Regions from separate parts of the Triticum aestivum genome. Here region 2 is linked to region 1. A link is a contact called in public Hi-C data. All regions are on one chromosome and are shown on one strand. The core of a region is the stretch at or near the end of the contact, and the rest is flanking DNA. Distances in the headings are between cores, read along the strand shown. Region 1 holds the start of LOC123092485 (alpha-taxilin). Region 2 holds the start of LOC123092490 (protein disulfide isomerase-like 5-1).

Evidence for each region. A called contact is a pair of places that touch in the nucleus more often than the background predicts.
Region 2: a Hi-C map of leaf shows a contact between it and region 1, with 7 times the contacts expected there. The contact joins the promoter of LOC123092490 here to the promoter of LOC123092485 in region 1. A contact is called at or near these places in 2 of 5 Hi-C or Micro-C datasets (both in leaf).

Annotation. Positions count from the first base shown.
Region 1 is chr4B:422,106,863-422,112,333 of IWGSC CS RefSeq v2.1, reverse strand. It overlaps LOC123092485 (alpha-taxilin), which reads left to right and starts at 4,010. Exons shown (of 11, transcript XM_044514272.1): 1 at 4,010-4,417; 2 at 4,591-4,655; 3 at 4,762-4,876. The coding sequence starts at 4,111. LOC123092486 (RNA pseudouridine synthase 5) reads left to right here. Exons shown (of 14, transcript XM_044514273.1): 7 at 185-272; 8 at 362-443; 9 at 572-647; 10 at 1,576-1,643; 11 at 1,785-1,854; 12 at 2,031-2,115; 13 at 2,213-2,306; 14 at 3,215-3,706. The coding sequence ends at 3,292.
Region 2 is chr4B:422,821,538-422,826,785 of IWGSC CS RefSeq v2.1, reverse strand. LOC123092490 (protein disulfide isomerase-like 5-1) reads right to left here and starts at 3,320. Exons shown (of 5, transcript NM_001405796.1): 1 at 3,058-3,320; 2 at 2,599-2,657; 3 at 2,326-2,501; 4 at 1,317-1,378; 5 at 565-823. The coding sequence starts at 3,186. The coding sequence ends at 779. It overlaps LOC543386 (elongation factor 1-alpha-like), which reads left to right. Exons shown (of 3, transcript NM_001405793.1): 3 at 1-824. The coding sequence ends at 106.

The DNA of each region.
Region 1 (5,471 bases), core at 2,761-5,260:
CTGTTTCTGGAGCTCTTTTCTTTACCATCCTCTAACAAAGAGCTCTTCTGCAATGAAGCCTCATTTTCCTACTAATTTTTTGCTTATAAAATGTGTCTCACAGAAAAATGATTGTTACCGCTGCATTGCCATATGTAAAAAAGTCTTCACTCTTGCTGATGACCTGCATGGTCCATGTTACTAGGTCTACTGCTTTGTGCCAAGACAAAGCTTGCCAAAGTTCAACTTGCATCTTATTTTGCAGAAGGTGCTGCAAATGCAGAGAAGAAAAGGTGTGCAATCTTCTCTTTTAAATTTGGAAAGAGTATATCAGTATCGTTAGCACACCAGTATTGGTTTAAGTGATTAATTTAATTTATAGGGATGGAACTGAGGTGGGCAAAGAACGGAAAATTTCAAAATTCTATCGAGCATTAGTAACTGGTATACTTGAACACAATGAGGTGCTGTGCTTTCCCATTCACGCCTGTGAATTACACTGTCCTAACAGATATCTTGCTTAAAAAATGTGTACTGGCCATTCTTGCAAACCAATATTTATGGTATGATTTTTTTTTCTTTGCACCTGCAGGATGTGGTTACTCAACCCATAGGATTGGTTCATTACCCTGGAGTTGCAGAGGGACTTTATGTGGCATGTTCCTCAGGTACTACAAGTTTACCGAACCAAGAATGGGCTTACTAAAATCGACAATATAGGTTATATCGAACAAATCTTGCTTGATTTATTAATGCATCTCCAGTGCAGTAAGCGTCTAGCGTAAGAGCCTCGATCTTCTATCCAGGCAATTAGTTTACAGACACTTAGGTAGTAAATTTTGATTTAAGCGTCCATTAACTCCAATGCAAATTTTGCAAGTGCCTATATATCCCTAGAACAACCAAGTTGGCTGCATTTGTTTTACCGGTTTTAGCGGAAGTCTCCAGAGCTCTCAGCTTCTCAGACAATTCTGTTCGCTAATTAAGGGCTCTAAAAAAGAAAAGAAAAATGTTGCTAGTTAAAGCTGCATGCTGAAGGGGAGCCTTGGCGCAGTGGTAAAGCTGCTGCCTTGTGACCATGAGGTCATGGGTTCAAGTCCTGGAAACAGCCTCTTATAGAAATGTAGGGAAAGGCTGCGTACTATAGACCCAAAGTGGTCGGACCCTTCCCTGGACCCTGCGCAAGCGGGAGCTACATGCACCAGGTTGCCCTTTTTTTTTTAAAGCTGCATGCTGGAGATGGCATTTATTAAGGCAGACATGTAGCGCACAAATCTAATATGCCAAGGAGTACCGGTATAGTACCTGTGTCCCGCTAGATGAATACAGTCGAGATCGTAACAAACAAGCTAACAAATCAAATGGAGATCACAGTGTAGTGCTGTTGCCTGGCGAAAAATTCCGCCTGCATGAATAGCTCGGAGTGTCCGTCTCCAGTTCCAGCAGCGATGCCAACGCTTCCAGTTCCAGCAGCGATGCCAACGCTGATACAAGGAATAAGGCTGAAACTGGCAAAATGACCGTGATTAGTGCCTGCTGTTAGCGCTGCATTGGACATGGCCTTATGTGTTTTTATCTTTCATTATTAATTCTCAGGAAAGCCAGCCATGAGCAAAGTGTGTGTTCTTGAGAGACTTGTGCATCAAAATCAAACGCTGGTCCAGGTATGATGGGGTTCTGTGTCCTGCTTTTACATATTCATTTATGTATGCACATGACATCGTTCCCTCAAATTACTGATGTGTATAAGGCTTAGATTATGATTTCTTATACATGTCACTGTTTCTTTTCCTTGACTGGTGCAGGTTGAAATTCATTCAGGACGGCCTCACCAAATCCGAATACACCTTGCATACATTGGACACCCTCTTGTTGGTAAGCCAAAACACTCTTGTTATTGTGATGGGCACGATTTTACTTGAGCTCTTCCTTCCAGGCTTAGCTAAAAGCGTTTTTGCATATCATTAAAAAAAAATCTAAATAAAGGCATGGCAGATCCTATTTTCATTAAATAGATTCCAAAGTTCAGACAGTGCATGATTTTTTTCCAGATGATCCTCTCTATGGTATTGGTGGGCAGCCTAAATTTCATGACCTGGAATCTACTAGTACGGATGTTTGTTTTGCATACGACGGGTAATTCTTTCATCTTTTAGTTGTGCTGCGAAGTACGTCCATGTATGACCCCCCTGTTCTTTTATCTAGTTTAACTAACCTTACCAATTCGTCTTAGAGGTTATGAGAGGCCTTTACAGCCTGTTCCCGGAGACTGTGGGTATCACTTGCATGCTCATTGGCTGGTCCTTTCTCATCCAACCACGAATAAGGTAAAGAGAAATTAATCTTTCTAAATTGGGTAGTGTTCTCCGCCTAACATGCGCAGTAGCTTATGGGCCTTAAGAGCTGTTTTATTGAATGAGGAATGAATTACAAGTAATTTTGTGATTTATTTCTGAATAAGACATGATTGTAGGGTTTTATTTTTCAGTACAACTATGAGTAAATCTTAACAAATGACAAAGAGTATTTTCTTTCCCTAAAAGAATGAAGAAATAGGTTCAATCCTGTATAACTGTATATGCTACTGTTTTGTTAGATTGTTAGACTGAACAAAGCAGGTAGGATATGCTACCAATCATATTACTAAGATGCAAAATGATGTTAAAAGAAGCTTCAATGGTTCCTCTGAGAATCTAAATTCTTATACTAACTATGCGGTGACTGCGTCTGTGGGGGTAAGTGGCCTGATGTGCGGCAGGTGACCGCAGATCTACACGAAGACATGGTCATGGGTGTTGTCGAGTCTCATTTACAAAACGATTCTTCCGTTCTATCAGTGCATGAGGAAGCAAGTTTTTGCATTATTTATAAGAAGGGAAGAAAAAAAAATCCCCATCAATGGAGAGAAACATAGAAAGATCAATACTGCTTATTTTTGTCGATGCAATTATAGTCGTGCAAGAAATATTTCAATGTTTTCAATCTAACATTAGAATTGTAAATATAAACGTAAGTATTGTTGGATAGTTTCTAGTTGTACACTTTAGGTGATCTGGCTGGCAGAACGAACTATGCAATTGAATGTTTGATCATCTATTCATCCTTTCTTTCATAGGAGTGTTGACATGATATTTTTCTTGTTAGTCCCTTTCCTTTTAGGTTCACTGAGCAACAAACGATAATGACTGAACACCATGTGTGTGTTTCCCTTATATTTTTATGGTTGGCTTTGCAGATGCTGAAGATAACCGCCCCTCTGCCGCATATCCTACAAACTCGAGAGGAGCATTGCGATCCGCAAGTTGATACTTGAGCTCATAACTTTCCATTTGAAACTATGTGCATCCAATGAGTTGAGCAATCAGTAAGAGTTCACAGGCCATGTTCTACGAGCCTGTGGAGATGGAGGCTATTGGACGCTAACGTACGCATATGAGGTGTTGAGTGTATCTTACAGAGTGTCAGACTGAGTTTTTGCGTGTGGCGCAGCGTGGGCAATACAGGAAGTGGTATTGATGAGTTTAAATGGTCACTGGACACTAACATTTGTGTTAGATGATACGTAGAACAGAGTAAACTTTTCAGGTCACTGCATCTGAAGATGCATGCACACGGCCAAAGGATGTACTAGCTGCTTTCTGTGTTTGTTTGTGTTGTTTATATGACCGAAACCAATTTTGCACTTATTATGCAAATGTATGCATATTTTGGCTAAGATTATCATCTGCAAGCATGTAGAAACTATATTACCATGAGTTATGTTCATTTCTCCGACAAGTATTTTCGGACGGAGGGAGTACTAGTATTCCGAACCAAGTTTGTTTTTTATTTTGTTTTTTGCGTATGAACCAAGTTTGAATGCGAACAGCCCAGTAGCCCTACATCTGAATCGAGGATCATTCAGATTTGATTCCTGAAACTAGAACAAACATAAATGAATCCATCTCTGTTCTCTGAACATGAATCTTATACGGCGGATTTACCAGTAGCGTACATGGAGAGTGACGGAGTTATGACCGGCCTTTGTGCGGAACGCGTGTTCGCAGCAGCAGAGTTACACGAAACACAGGACACCAGCGCAAGGGACTGCGCGGCGACACCATCTCTCCCTCCCTCTTTCTCTCTCCACCGATGGAAGCCTCGCCGGCGACGCGTCTCCCCGAGGCCGACGCGCTCCCCGATGGCTTCGTCGAGAGCTCTTCCGCCGACCAGGCCCAGCCAGTCTCCTCCACCCCCGCCCCCGCCGCCGCCGATCCCCTGCATCCCGCCCTCGGCCCTGATCACGAGGGCGCTGCCCGCGCCGACGGTGAGGAAACCCTAGGCGCTCCATCCAGCCCCGCCGACGCCGCCGATGCCCTGCGGAGCCTCTCTATGGCCGCCGCCGCTTCGGAGCCGGAGCGTGCCCCCGAGCAGCAGGGGCCCGCCGCGGACATAGGAGGTGATCTCCCCCTCTCTCTCCCACGCACTGGCAGCTTCCTGATCTGATGTCATCTAATTAATCAAACCGTCAGTTACAGTTTAGGGTGAATGAGGCAACTTAAGCGGCTTCGCCCATCGCCATTGAAGTCTGTAATATGTTCGCTCACCTTCGTTTTGATGCTGTTCGCACAGGTGCCAAAGATGCAATGAAGGAGAGCTTTGTGGTAGAGCAATCGGAACCGCTGGCCAACCAAAAGGTTGTCAATGCAGAAATGGATATGGTTTAGATTTCTCTGCCTGCTATATTGGTGTTGGTGGGAAGATAAGTGTGTGCTAAACTGGATTGATTCCATGACTTTGTAGGATAGTGGCGAGCCAAAGCGTAAGGTCGTGAAGCGGAACAGTAAGCTAGAGAAGGACAGGGAGTTGTTGCAACTTGCCCAGAGGTACCATGGAGTGGTAGCGGAGAGGGATGCAGGCAAGTTTCTATTATCCAAAAAATGTGACCTCGATGCTTAGTTCTCCAATGTAATGGATAAATCCATTGGTTACTCTCAGTTAAGGATCCACTGTCAAAAACTCCTCAGCTGTCCTTTGTTTGGAATAAAGTTATCTAATAACCATGTTAATATATAACATGTGGTAATTTGAAAACTTCTGGATTCTTCTCATATGCCATCACAAAGAAGATATTCCGGATTTTTCTTATTTGATATCTTCAAGGCAAATCGACCCAATTCAGTGGCTGGTGAAGTTTTGAACCTTTTTTCTAATATTTGTTGAAAATTTGTGTGTTTCTGCTTGAGCCGTACGAGATGAAATTTTCATATACGGCTCTTAGAGGGGGACTCGGGTTAGTTACCTTCTCAATAAAGTATATGATTGGTTTGAGGAACGTCTTGAGATTCAGGCAATTGCGGATGATATAACTAGTCAATATGTTCCTCCCCATGTCAACATATTTTATTGTTTAGGGGGAATACACTTACTTGTTTTCTAGTACAAGTCGCTACCGGTTTTGCTATGACTTTTTACTACCGACCAACTGTTACAGAGGCTTTTTCCTCGGTTCA
Region 2 (5,248 bases), core at 2,071-4,570, 720 kb before region 1:
TGTCCGTGACATGAGGCAAACTGTGGCTGTTGGTGTCATCAAGGGTGTGGAGAAGAAGGACCCAACCGGCGCCAAGGTGACCAAGGCTGCCATCAAGAAGAAATGAGGCGTTTACCTGAATCCATCTATGTCTGCTTTTGAGATCTCTAGTAGTTTAGTGCAAGTTTTGCTACTGTTAGCGCCGTGTGATATGCGCCCTGTTGATGTGTCATTTGAGTACTGTCGTTAATTTTGGCTTTTGGCAAAACATGGAAGCTTCTGAGACTACTCATTTTTATCCTCTGCTTTGGAATGTTAGGCTGCTACTTTTAGTCTTAGCTGCTGTTTCTCTTTGAAGCCTTTGGTGTTCTTTTGTCGTGATAATAGCAGGTTGTTTTCATTCTCAGATCTGCTTGGATTGATCCCCATCTAGGCCTACCAAAATATGTTTGGCTAATAGAGGCATGACCAAAATGTTGGGGCTTGCTTGGATAGTACTAACTACGAAATTTTTGGCAAAAATCATAGGCTTTGATCTGTTTTCAAGCCAAAAGATCAGCCATGTAGTAAAATGCAGTTCGTTACAATCAAATCTGAACTAATGCGCAAATAAATGGTGCAAAATAATTAGCATACACCCAGTACAACGGAGGAAAATAGAGTGCAAAGACGTTTTTGTATTTCAATTTAGAAAAACATGTAATTAGGGTTGGGGGGCTCCATGTACAGGCCTACTGGTGAAATGTGGAAGCGGAGTAGCGCAGCACCAAGCCGGAACCAGCCAGCCGGCGGTACATCCTCACCTTGGTGCCAAAGTTTTGAAAAGCTGATGTATAGTACCCCTCTGTAAAAAAATAAATAAGAGCTTTTAGATTACTACAAGTGATCTAAACATAACTATATTTCTTTATGGAGGGAATAAGACCGTTCTAAAGTGTCATGTCGAGTTTAGCAATTCGAGTTAAGCATTTTTTCTGTTTTGCTTAGTCCAGTGAAATTTCTAGTCTTTGTCTTTAGGTCACCGAATAGGACATGGTGTATCTTGTATACATCAAAGTTAAGCCCAAGCCCGCAAAATAGCTTTTCGAAAACTGTTTGCACCGAGCAGGTTCATCTAACTGAGTTGAAAAGGTTAAAAGTTACAAAAATGTTTTCTTCTTGCACCTGACCTAGTACCATTCTAAGTTAGCCACAAGCGCCAGGAGGCGGCAGTACAAGCCAACTCGGTCGAAAATTTTAAACAGGTCGAGCAGCATTCCAAAGTTGCTTGACCGGAGTATCGTCGTCTATCGGCATGTGCCTGCTACGAACACCTATAGCTCATCTTCAAGCCTCACCTCTCCTGCTTTCTCAGCTTCCTTCAACACAAAGGTCTTGAGAGCCTCCACGTCCCTAGGCCCTGCAATGCCATTGAGTAGTTGGATTAGGCATTGAGCACTTACTAGACGAATATTTTCAAAATAAAGAATCATACATAATGGGACAAACTGTGTGTATACAAAGAAAATGCAGCGAAAAATTTATTGCCAAACTGCATATGATCTTTTGAGCGGTGATGCCAAATGACAGTACAAGAAAACTGTAACTGTTACATTAAATCAACTTCAGGGACATGATACAGTCCAGGATTATGAATTGATGGTTGAAAGTGGAGACTCGCCATAGAAGTATAGAATAGCATTTTCATGAACAAAGTACCACAACAAATCCAACAGGTGGAGCAACATGATGACTAATAGAATATTGAAAAAGCACGCATTCATGACCAATAAAAGCAAAAAATAAAATAGAATGATATGTGAGCAAAGTTGTACACAAAGTTTTCCTCCCTCATGTTGTTTATTTAGTTATGAAATATTGTCACCTCTGCTGTTAAGAACTAGCTGATACTCCCTCCGATTACAAATATAAGATGTTTTGGATATTTCAATATGGACCACATTGAAATGAGTGTAACAAACCCAGTGTCTATATACATCCAATTCAGACAAAAGTTAGAAAATCTTATATTTGTGAATGGAGGAGTATATCAGTAACATCCAAGTCACGGCTGGTCCAAAAAAGAAATTCTAAATTTTCCGCATTAGCGGATCCTGCTATATACGAAAATCGCGCCTAAAATGTAATCTTTTCCAACCTTTTGGTTCAAGTTCAGAGGTTTTAATCTTTTAAGAGTCATGCCCTACTCTCACAATACAAGTCAACAGTGTGGTTTTGGTTTCTAAAATCTATCGCCATTCCAAGAGTACTGAACCACATGCAATAGATTCCAACATGGTTTTCATGGTAGTAGTATCTAGTTTATGTTGTCCTTGTCAAACAGAAGTAAGATGTGAGAGGGATTACCTTTATATTTTGCAACTTCTTCGCCATCATAGAACACCTTGAATGTTGGGTATGAATGAATGTCCACCTTTGAGCAGACTGGTTTGCTTGCACCGCAATCAACTTTTCCGATCTCAATTTCATCCGTACCTTCAATAACCTTCCCAAGGTCCTCCCAAAGAGTTCCTAGGCTCTTGCTGTAAATGTAGCAGGCATCCGTGTTTAGCAGAAATTAGTCAAAAATTGCATTGTACTTGATATATCCATGTCACCACTACGGCATGTAGAGCTTACCAGTGCTTACACCAAGGGACGCAGAATTGCACAAACCACACTGTGTCCTTCTCCTTTATCTAAACACAAGAGAGAGAAAATCCAAGCTGGATTAAGCAACGGCAGTGCACAAGCATTGCAGCGAAGTAACTCGAACCAAAACAGGAGTTCAAAATTGAGATGGCGCGCCGCATCTAAACACGGAACCTTCCGTGATTGGGACAATTAATACACCAGGAATAATGATCTATCGGTTTATTATTAAGAAATCATGCTGGAATCAGTAGCAAATCTGGGAAACGGCCACATGTCAGTAACTAAGCACACCGCCTGCTACACTGCATCCCAGCGTAGCCAAGTGATAAGTCGAAAATTCAGCTGTTCTTGGGTCTGCGGCGTGCCTTAGAGTACTACTACTATTATATCTCGATGGGGAGGTGGAAGAGGGGAGAGACACGAGAAGGGGAAAGCAGTCGGTACCTTGTCGGAGAAGGTCTCTTCGGTGAGGGTGATGACCTCGGCGCCGGATCGCGCGGCCAGGGCCGCGAGTAACGTCACGGCCACCAGCAGGAGATGGGTAGGGAGGCGGGAGCGGCGCGCCGGATCCATGGCTCGATCGGAGGACGGCCACAGCGACGACGGGGAGACAAGGAGAAGGCCGATACGCTAGCCGGGGTGGGTCGATGTAGTATTTCACTGGGCCGGTCCGGGCCGGGTCGGGCTAGGATAGACGATGACACGGGTTTAAGCATAGCCCTGACCTCCAAAAAAGGAAAAAAAAAAAGAAAGCATGTGGAACCTGGGCCTCCGGACCGGACGTGGGCCCCTGTCGTCGCCTTTTTTTTTGAGCTTGTTGTCGCCTTCTTGCTTTGCCAGAGGCCGTCAGCCACAGTGAGGCAGTTCATATTATTCATCGGCTTTATTTGCTCCGAGAAAAAAGGGTCTACTGTTGTCAAAAAAATTATCATGATAATACGTGTTTCATTCATACCATAAATATATTTTTAAAAAATTATATTATAAAGATCATATTACAAGTCACGTTAATGGCATCAGATAGCTAGCTTTTGCACAAACAAACACCAGTCAGAAATAATAATTTACAATCAAAACTGAAGAATCCCCTAAACTCGGCACCAACATCCTTCACCTGCCTTCGGCACTTCCTGAGCAGCCACCAAAAAAAAAACATTAGCCTAACCTTATCAAAGATCTAGTCTCTGTCTGTTCCTTTACCCGTGACAATTTTGTAACTATGAAATTTGATGGAGTTGGTTTCTCAGTTCAGGATGCATGCACTCGGATAATTCTGCATCGATGTGACAGTCCTGGCGATCTCTACCCCGTCCAGCTATCATCATCTTCCACTACTGGACCGGTCGCCCTCTCTGTCGAGGTTGACCTTTGGCACGCACGCCTTGGCCATCCGGGCTCCGCTGCACTTCACATAATGATGCAAGATTTTCTTTCTCTTGTGATAAAACAGACAACCATACTTGTCATGCATCTCGTCTCGGCAAGCATCTTCGTCTTCCATTTAGTTCGTCTTCCACAGTTGCATCTTTACCGTTTCAGTTAATTCATACTGATGTATGAGCCTTACCTATTCCAAGTAATTCCGATTATCTTCATTATCATGTGATCTTGGATGATTATTTCTATTTTGTGTGGACCTTTCCTCTCCGCTGAAAATCTGATGTTCCATCTACACTCACCATATTTTTTCCTTACGTGTCTACACGGTTCGGGAGGTCTGTTCATGCTTTGCAAACTGACAATGGAAAGGAGTTCGACGACCTTACCATCTGCACTCTTCTTGCAGCCCATGGCACCATCTTCCGGCTCACGTGTCCTTACACCTTGCCACAAAACGGTCGCGCCAAACGTATGCTCCACACCCTTAATGGATGTGTCCGCACTCTCCTGTTTAATGCTCATGCTCAACCTCGCTTTTGGTCCGATGCACTCGCCACAACAACCCTTCTCATTAATATTCGGCCTTGCCGGGGTTGCCGACGTCGGTTTTCGAGAAGTTTCGGTCCAGTTTGTGTGTCAACGCTGACACATCGACTGCCGTGGGGTGTTGAGCACCCTACTCTAATCTCCGTCCATCTCGTTAGGGTTTAGTCTTGGACGTGATGATTTCTATGTACATCTATATATTGGCACTGTATGCCCATGAATATACGTGTGTTGCATCGTATTATCTTTCTACAACCTCCTCACCCGAGCTTGATGTGACTCTATCATTGATATGCAGCTTTGCGGACCTCCAAGATGGCTGACCAAAGGCGAAGCCATTTTTTTTAAGAAACTTTCAATCTATTCATCTTCAATCATGACATTACAAAGATCACATGTAATAAAATTACAACCAGGTCCGCGGACCACCTATCGAAGCCATTGCCTTTGAACGAATCAGACTAGGGCAACACCCTGGATACACCATCAAACTCCAGATCTGACACTCCCGCACGACTAAGACGTCGGAGGAGGAAACCACACCTGCCAGCCACCAACCCCGAACGAAGCACACGATCCGTCTTCCAAATGTCACCGATGCATACCACTATCAGCTTCCGCTCCTTGACTACCTCCCAAGCTCCGCGTTGGTTCTGGAGCAGACGTTGTCGCTATGCGGAGCCGGAGGACACAAGTTCACCACAAGAGT